Linked DNA regions of Sus scrofa: region 2 is linked to region 1. A link is a contact called in public HiChIP or PLAC-seq data. All regions are on one chromosome and are shown on one strand. Each heading gives the region's core, a stretch centred on a gene start, on an enhancer-like site or on the middle of the called end of the contact. The rest is flanking DNA. Distances are from core to core; before and after follow the strand shown.

Region 1 (3,339 bases), core at 304-2,803:
TGGCTGCACCTGCAGCATATATGGAAGTTCCTGGGCTAAGGGACAAATTGGAGCTGCAGCTGCTGGCCTATGCTATAGCCATGGCAATGCCAGATCTGAACTGCATCTGTGACCTATGCTGCATTGCAGCAACACCAGGCACTTAATCCACTGAGGCCAGGGACTTAACCTGCATCATCACAGATACAATGTTGGGTTCTTAACCTGCTGAGCCACAACAGGAACTCCTGTACTATTTTTCAGATTCTGCATGTAAGTGATATCATATGGTGTTTGTCTTTCTGACTTATTTCACTTAGTGTGATAATCTCTAGGTCCATCCATGTTGCTGCAAATGGCATTCTTTCATTCTTTTTTATGGCCGAGTAGTATTCCATTGTATGTATATACCACATCTTCTTTATCCATTCACCTGTTGATGGACATTTAGGTTGCTCCCACCTCTTGGCTATTGTAAATAGTATTTTAGGACCTAATTTTTAATGAGTTTGACTGAGCCAGATACTGTTCTAAGCATTTGCACACACCATTTGACTTGATTCACAAAGTCCCTTTGTACTAGGACCTGTGATTGTCATTGTCAGTTGAGGAAATTGGAGTCTATTAGCTGTCTCCACCTGAATGTCCCAGTCCTCAAGTTCTAGCACTTCTACCCCCTCGGTATCACCTGAATTCTTCTTCCCTCCACCTCATCACCCATTTCTGGTTTGGCCTTCAACACTTTTCTCCTTAACAATTGCAGCATGAGATGAAGTTTGAGACGAAGTACTTCCCCTTGTCTTTGGCCTTTTATCCTGAACTTAGTCATGTGTCCTCCTAGTAACGTATTACCTGCTTCTACTTAGTTGTGCCACTGTCTACCAGCCACCCCTTCTGGGTTTACTTCTAAAAAGAGGTAGGTGTTCCTGTCCAAAGAATGCATGACCCCTCCCCATGCCAGCTTCTTCCCCTGCTGGATGAGCCATGGTGCCCAATCAGCCTGGAGCATGCCTGGAGCAGAGACCTTCTCTCCAGGTCCAGACCAGTCTCTTCTGCAGTGATTTGTACTTGGAATTGATATTGCTTGGACTTGAAATCCTCTTACATTGTCCCTCTCAGGTCCCCACTGAGCAGTTAGTCTGGTTTCGAGGAGGACACTCCATGCATCTCATAGAAAGGGCTGGAGAGGGCTGGTTTGCACACAGTCAGCTGGAACTTGTCCAGCCCTTGCTCAGGGAGTCCATCCACGGTCTGGGCCAAGGCATACTGTTCATGCTCCTTGGATGCCAGTTGGGTAGCATGCCCCACGGTCCTTGCATAGGGCTTGGGGACCTGGCAGAAGAGATGGCCAGGGACTGGGCTGGCCGGTCATTACATTTCAGGAAAGCCAGGCCCGGACCACATAGCTGGCCAGGTCCTGGGTCTGATGGGAAAGTTCTGGAGAGCAGGACTTCACAAAAGCATTCTCGGGTGTTATTAAAGCAGCATGTTCTTGTGGAAGCAGAAGAGACCAGCCACTGTTCTCTGGTGTTTGCTCAGAGCCCCAGTGACCCTGGAGGTTTTGTTCCATTTGGTTGACAGTGTGTGATGATAGCATATGCGGCAGCTGAGCCAGCTCAGGCCAGTTGCAAATCACAGGGCAGGGCTATCCCTGGGGGAGGAATGAGTTTCAGATTTCTACCAAGAAATAATCAGCAAATATCTTCCAGAAATTTCAAGTTCCAAAAAGTGTGGCCACGTACATTCCTCCACGGTTGGCAGGAGGATTCAACAAAACCATCCTCCTCCCTCTGGAGAGGAACTTTGTCATAAGCACCAGAAACCTTGGACATGTTCAAATCTTTTAATCCTTGGACCATTCCAGTAATTTGTCTGAAAGAAAGAATTAGAAAAGAATATCAAGAATTATACACAACATGGTTGACATAAGGTTTTTATAATAGCAGAAACAAAAACAAACTAGGAAACAAAACACACACATGCATGAAAACGGCTTAAATGTCTAATGATTGGTATTAATTTAATTTAGTACACCCATGTCAGGCTCTATTTGGCCATTTAAAAAAGCATATTTTCCAGGAAATATGAGAGACCTAGGAAAATGCTCATGCTACAAATTAATCAGATAAAACCAATATGCATGAATAGAAGAAACATTGAAAGAGAATATCCCCAAATATTAATAATCTCGCTAAGAAATGGGGTTATGGGTGATTTCTCTATTATCCGTTGGACTTCTACGTGTGTTTGAATATTTTCAACATGATATGCTGATGTTGTCATCTTTAAAAATGACGTCTACAAAATACGAAAGACCTCCACAGGGTCCGTCTTTCCTCAGTGTGGGGTTCAGGAGAACAGACTCTCCCTATTGTGCAGATGTGCCTTTGGATTTTATTGGAAATGAGGAAACCAGAGGATCATGGGAATGGAGAGCAAATATTCATGCAAGAAGCTTGAGATGATATAACTATCTTCAAACATCTGATATGTAATCAGGCCTTGGGATGTCCCAAGGGCCAGGTCAGAACTGTCCAAAATGAACCAAAGAGGACTTTTTTTCTGCCCCACCTTCATGCATGCTCCTGTTGCCACTGGCAGGTTTTTGAATGGCACCACTCCAGCCAGAAATCTGAAATCGCCCCTGACTTCTTTCTCTGCCCCACCCAGTCGATCTCCCACAGGGTCCTCTAAACTTTCCAAAGAAATGTCTTCCACATCATCGCTGTGCTATTTCAGGACCTCTACCTCTCTTGACCAGGCTACTGGAAAGATTTCCAGCTGGTCCTCTTTCCATTTGCTCCTATCACGACAGCCAGCCTATACGCTTGGAAATTTAGATCTCTGTCTACTTTGCCCTCCCTCGAAACCCCTCCGTAGCTCTCTCTTGTGTTCAAGGTAACATCCAAACTCTCAGTTTATCAAGTTCTTCTCAATCTGAACCGAGCCTAGTTTCACGGCCTCATCTCTCTACTTTTTGCTTCCCACCCCTTCAGCTTCGCAACTGACCCTGAAGGTGCCAGGTCCTTTCATGGACCCCCATTCCCGTCTGCCTCGTTATCCTTCTTCCCTTCTCCAAATGGGAAATCCTTTTCACCCCTCTGGAGTTAGTTCGCTGTCATCCCCCACCAGGCAGAACACATTTCTCCCTTCTCTGAGTTTTCTTAGAACCGTGTGATGCTTCTCTTCTCGTTTGACACATTAACTCATTTGGGGGGTTCAGATCTCCTCCACTAGAGCATCAAGTCCTTGAGACAAGAGCTGGTCCATCTTTGCCTTTCATAGTCTCCAGCATGGCGCCTGGTAGGTGGTGGTACTTGTAAGTGTTTGTTGAATGGACGAATGAAGTTAAAGAGAGGA
Region 2 (3,838 bases), core at 999-3,498, 2.5 Mb after region 1:
CTAGTTGGGTTCGTTACGGCTGAGCCATGACAAGAACTCTTTTTGGCTGTTTTTGAGACAGCTCTTAAGCAACTGGAAAATCCAGCTCCAAATTCACACTTTCCAAGGCACCTTTTCTTTGGATTTCTTTGGGAGTCAGGGTAGAGAAAAATCTGTTACCTATCTTTAAAAAAAAAAAAAAAATTGGTAGAAACACCCCACAGTGCTACCATTTGGGTTGGGGGAGGTGTTGTGAAACTAGAGAGAGAGTGCCTCTTACTTCTGAAATTAATTGTATTTGGAAGTTGGAGAAGAATTATGCCATACGGCAGGCACCCACTTTTTTTCCCTGGAGAGGTTTTCTCGAGAGGGCCGTGAAATCAAGCAGAGATGGATGTTCAACTTCAAAGAGGTGAGGAATGGACATTGCTGCTTGAAACCAGTCTCCATGTCATTTGTATGTGATGTACATCTCTCCCAGCCCTGTCCCTTTTTCCTCTTTCCCAGTAGCACTCCAGGTGACCGTGGCACTGAAGGGAAATCAGGAGCTCTCACCCACTGGCTCTACCCTAGAACCCTCCCAGTTGCAACCTAGGTCTCTGCTGGCCTGTTTGCCCTGTGCTGAGAAAACCTCAGCAACCTTTCCTATGCACCAAGGAGGGACCCTGCCAAGCTGCAGATGGGGAATGAAAACTCCAGATGTTTGCGGGGGGGGGGGTGTCTCCTTGCCCCCAGGTATGGCCTGGTACTCTTGCAGGGCCTCTGTGGTTGGGGTAGTAGCGTAAGGAGGCCAGAATTCTGGCCAGGGGCCCACCAGACTGGACAGAAGGGAGCTTTGGCGCTCTGGTTGCCCGTGTGTTGCTCAGGGGCATCCACTAGGGGCCAAGTTTGTGGTCATTGAGCACCTCCGCCCTCCCCGCCACCCCTTTCGGGCAGGCGCTACACAGGGCGCTAGAGAACACATGACGGTAAATGTTAGGATGATAGTAATTGTGCATTCAGTGAGGCTGTGGCTTTGCTTTAATCCTTTCCCTGCATCTGGCGGTCACAACCAGCGCCACATTTGTGGATGGAAGGTGTATAAATGACAGTGGATTTGAGGACTAAGGGGAGGGGCACTTGTAACGGCCACTTCATGCGCTGGTATCCTTGAGCCGCTGTGTTCAGCCTTTGACCAGGCGGGGATAAGGTTGGATTAAGTACTTTCTTCGAATACTAGACTCTGGCTGCGCACCCCCCCCCCGCCTCCATTTTCAACAATGTACTTATTGAACACCTACTATGTGCCAGGTGGTTTCCATAACTTACTTTCTCATTTCTCATCACAACTACCCTGAGAGCTGGCTCTCTGCAGATGTGACTGGCCTAGTGGCAATACAGCCCCAGCCTGTGGGCCTAGTGGCCTTTCCCTGCCGCGGCGCAGTCGTGGAAGCCGCAGCTGCGGGGAGGACACGGCAGTGCCCGCCGCGCCCGCCCGCCGGGAAGGCGGCCGTGGGGACCTCGGGCCCGAGCCGCGGGGGTGGGAGGGGGAAGCGACAGCTGTCGAGGCCGAGCCCGGGGACTGCGCCCCCGCGGGGCCGACCCGGCGCCGGGGCCGAGAGGAGGGGCGGCGAGGGGCGGGGCGCGCGGGGCGGGACGGAGGAGGGGCGGCGGCACCGGCGGCTCGGGCTCGGCGCGCCGAGGAAGTCCCGCTCCGAGAGCTGCGAGCGTCTGGAGGAGGCGCGCTCGGCGCAGTCGGGGAGCGAAGTCCGGAGCGAGGGGCCCCTGTGCCGCCGCCGCCCCCTCCCGCCACCCGTCCAGCCAGGGAACCCGCGGCGCCGGCGGCCGATGGAGTTTACTTGAGCGGCGAGCCGGCGGGAGAGGCAGGCGCCCGCGAGCGGAGCGCGGGCCGGAGCCGAGCCAGCCCTAGGCGCTGCCCGTCCGCCCGCGAGCTCCGGCCGGGAGGCGCCGCCGGCCCCGCGTAGCCCGCCCGGCGCCCCGGCCGCTGCAGCGCCGCCCGCGCCGCGCGCCAGTGAGATCGGCTCCGAATAAAGACTCCCAGAGCGTCTCCTCCAGCGCCGCGGCGGTGGCGGCGGGACCGGGACCGGGACTGGTCGGCCCGCGGTGCTGCTGGAGAGGCGGGAGCGGCAGTCGGGGAGCCCGAGGCGGCCGCCGGGGAGAAGCCGCCGCCGCCGCCGCCGCCGCCGCCGCGCGCCCTCCTCCTCCTCCTCCCTCTCCCTCCTCCCCTCCGCACATGGTCTCCTTTGTCCTGTCGCCGCCGCCGCCTCGCTCTTAGCTCCGCGCGCCGCGGCCGCGGCTCGGGCCGCTCCTCTCCGCCTCGCCCGCTCGCCGGCCCGCCCGGGACGCCCCTCCGGTCCCCGCCGTGCCCCGCGGCCCCGCGCGCCGCCGGAGCCGCCCGGAGGCAGCGGGCGAGCGCCGGCTGGGCGCTCCCTCCCGGCCGCCCGCCCGTCGCCGCCGCCCGCTTGGCCTCGGCCGCGCTGGATGTGTGCAGGCGCTGGCGCTCGGCCGCCCCGGAGCTGCCGCCCGTACGGATTTGGTTGGCGTGCCTCCGCTTTCAGACTTTCACCTGGAAAGGAGAGACTCGCGCGGACGGAGCCCGGTCGGAGTTGGGCGTTTTCTCTTCGTGTGTTTGGCTGGCTTTCCCCCTGGTCTCTGACGATCCCCCATCGTGAGCCTTGCTCTGGAACCAAACCATGAACTTGGGGCTGACAGGACTGCTTAACCCTTTACGACCAGGTAATGCAGCCCCGGGGGCGCGGCTCCCTCGCTTGCCGCCGGTGGTCGGGAGGGAGCGGCGGGCCGGGGGTCTTTTGTTGCGGCGGCCGGGCCGGCGGGCAGGGGTGGCAGGGGCGAGCTCCTCGCGTCTGGCGCGCCCGAACCCCCCGCCGCCACCCCTCCTCCCTCCCGCCGCCCGCCCTCCCTCCGCGGCCCGGTCGCCCGCCTTTGTACTTTCCTCCCCTGGCCCGCCGGGCTCCGGCGGGGAGCGGCGGCGCGAGCGGCCGGAGCTACGCGGTCGTGCCCGGGGACCGGAGCCGCCCCGAGGGGCTGCGCCTGCCTCCGGCCGGGGCCTGGCACCCGCTCGGGCTAGAGCTCTGGGCGCTGCGCTCGCTACCGGTGCCGGGGGTAGCGCTTCCCCGCGCAGAGGTCGGGATCCTGGCCCGCACGCGCGGTGCCCAGGGAAGCGAAAGGAGAGCTGGGCTGGGATCGCGGCCGCTGGGCAAAGAACTCGCACCCAAGTTTCGGGGAGGTTTCTCTTTTCTGGTTGCAAAGCCCCTCCGGGTGCGGGTGCGGGTGCGGAGGGCCGTCCGCGGGGTCCGCGAGCGAAGGGAATGAAGGTGGACCTTTAACAGGAGAGGCTGCGTCCCACCCCTGTCTGCTCCTCCGAAGGCTTTTATTCGTTTTCCTCATTCTCCGTGTTCCTTCCTTCAATCTCTTTGACTTATTTAACTTTTCTTTAAACACCAACTACGGCGTCTAGCAATTTTTCAGTATTAACCCCCCCCCCATAAAAAACAGCCAAGAGGGAGCTTTGTTTTTCTATCCTTTCTAGATGCAGCCACTTCACGCCCTCACTCTCCGAAACCGAGCGAGGGGGATGAAACGAAATGGCGAGCAAAACCTGAAGTCGTTAGTATGTAGAGGTGCCCCCGTGGTAAAAAAATAAAGGAGAGGAGAGGATCTGCTCGCTAGCTAAGTCTCGGCTCGGCACGTTTCCATTAGCCGAACTGCTGATTATAAAGGGGGGGGGCAGGAAAATGTTCCAGGTAATGTAAGGAATTGCAGACTTTTTCCTAAAAACAGTGAAAAAGAAAACATCCCAAAGATTAAGATCCAGAGAACCACAAATTTGTTCAAATGC

What was found. HiChIP or PLAC-seq counts read pairs in DNA pulled down with a chosen protein or histone mark.
Region 2: a contact with region 1 is called in an H3K27ac HiChIP or PLAC-seq map of skeletal muscle, with 12 times the contacts expected there. The contact joins two enhancer-like sites. A contact is called at or near these places in 1 of 47 Hi-C or Micro-C datasets (embryonic fibroblasts) and 1 of 2 datasets of contacts at active chromatin or transcription factors (skeletal muscle).

What each region holds. Positions count from the first base shown.
Region 1 is chr3:12,175,153-12,178,491 of Sscrofa11.1, forward strand. The region is part of intron 4 of LOC102168016 (a long non-coding RNA gene); the gene reads left to right. Among named protein-coding and RNA genes, the nearest start is that of CASTOR2, 140 kb to the left of the region's middle. Within about 2 kb of position 1,554, at least 4 of the 83 cell types and tissues checked have an H3K27ac peak or open chromatin away from gene starts, as enhancers often do. A contact at or near this core is called in skeletal muscle, where this site is marked.
Region 2 is chr3:14,699,448-14,703,285 of Sscrofa11.1, forward strand. The region is part of intron 5 of AUTS2 (AUTS2, activator of transcription and developmental regulator); the gene reads left to right. Among named protein-coding and RNA genes, the nearest start is that of GALNT17, 320 kb to the right of the region's middle. Within about 2 kb of position 2,249, at least 47 of the 83 cell types and tissues checked have an H3K27ac peak or open chromatin away from gene starts, as enhancers often do. A contact at or near this core is called in skeletal muscle, where this site is marked.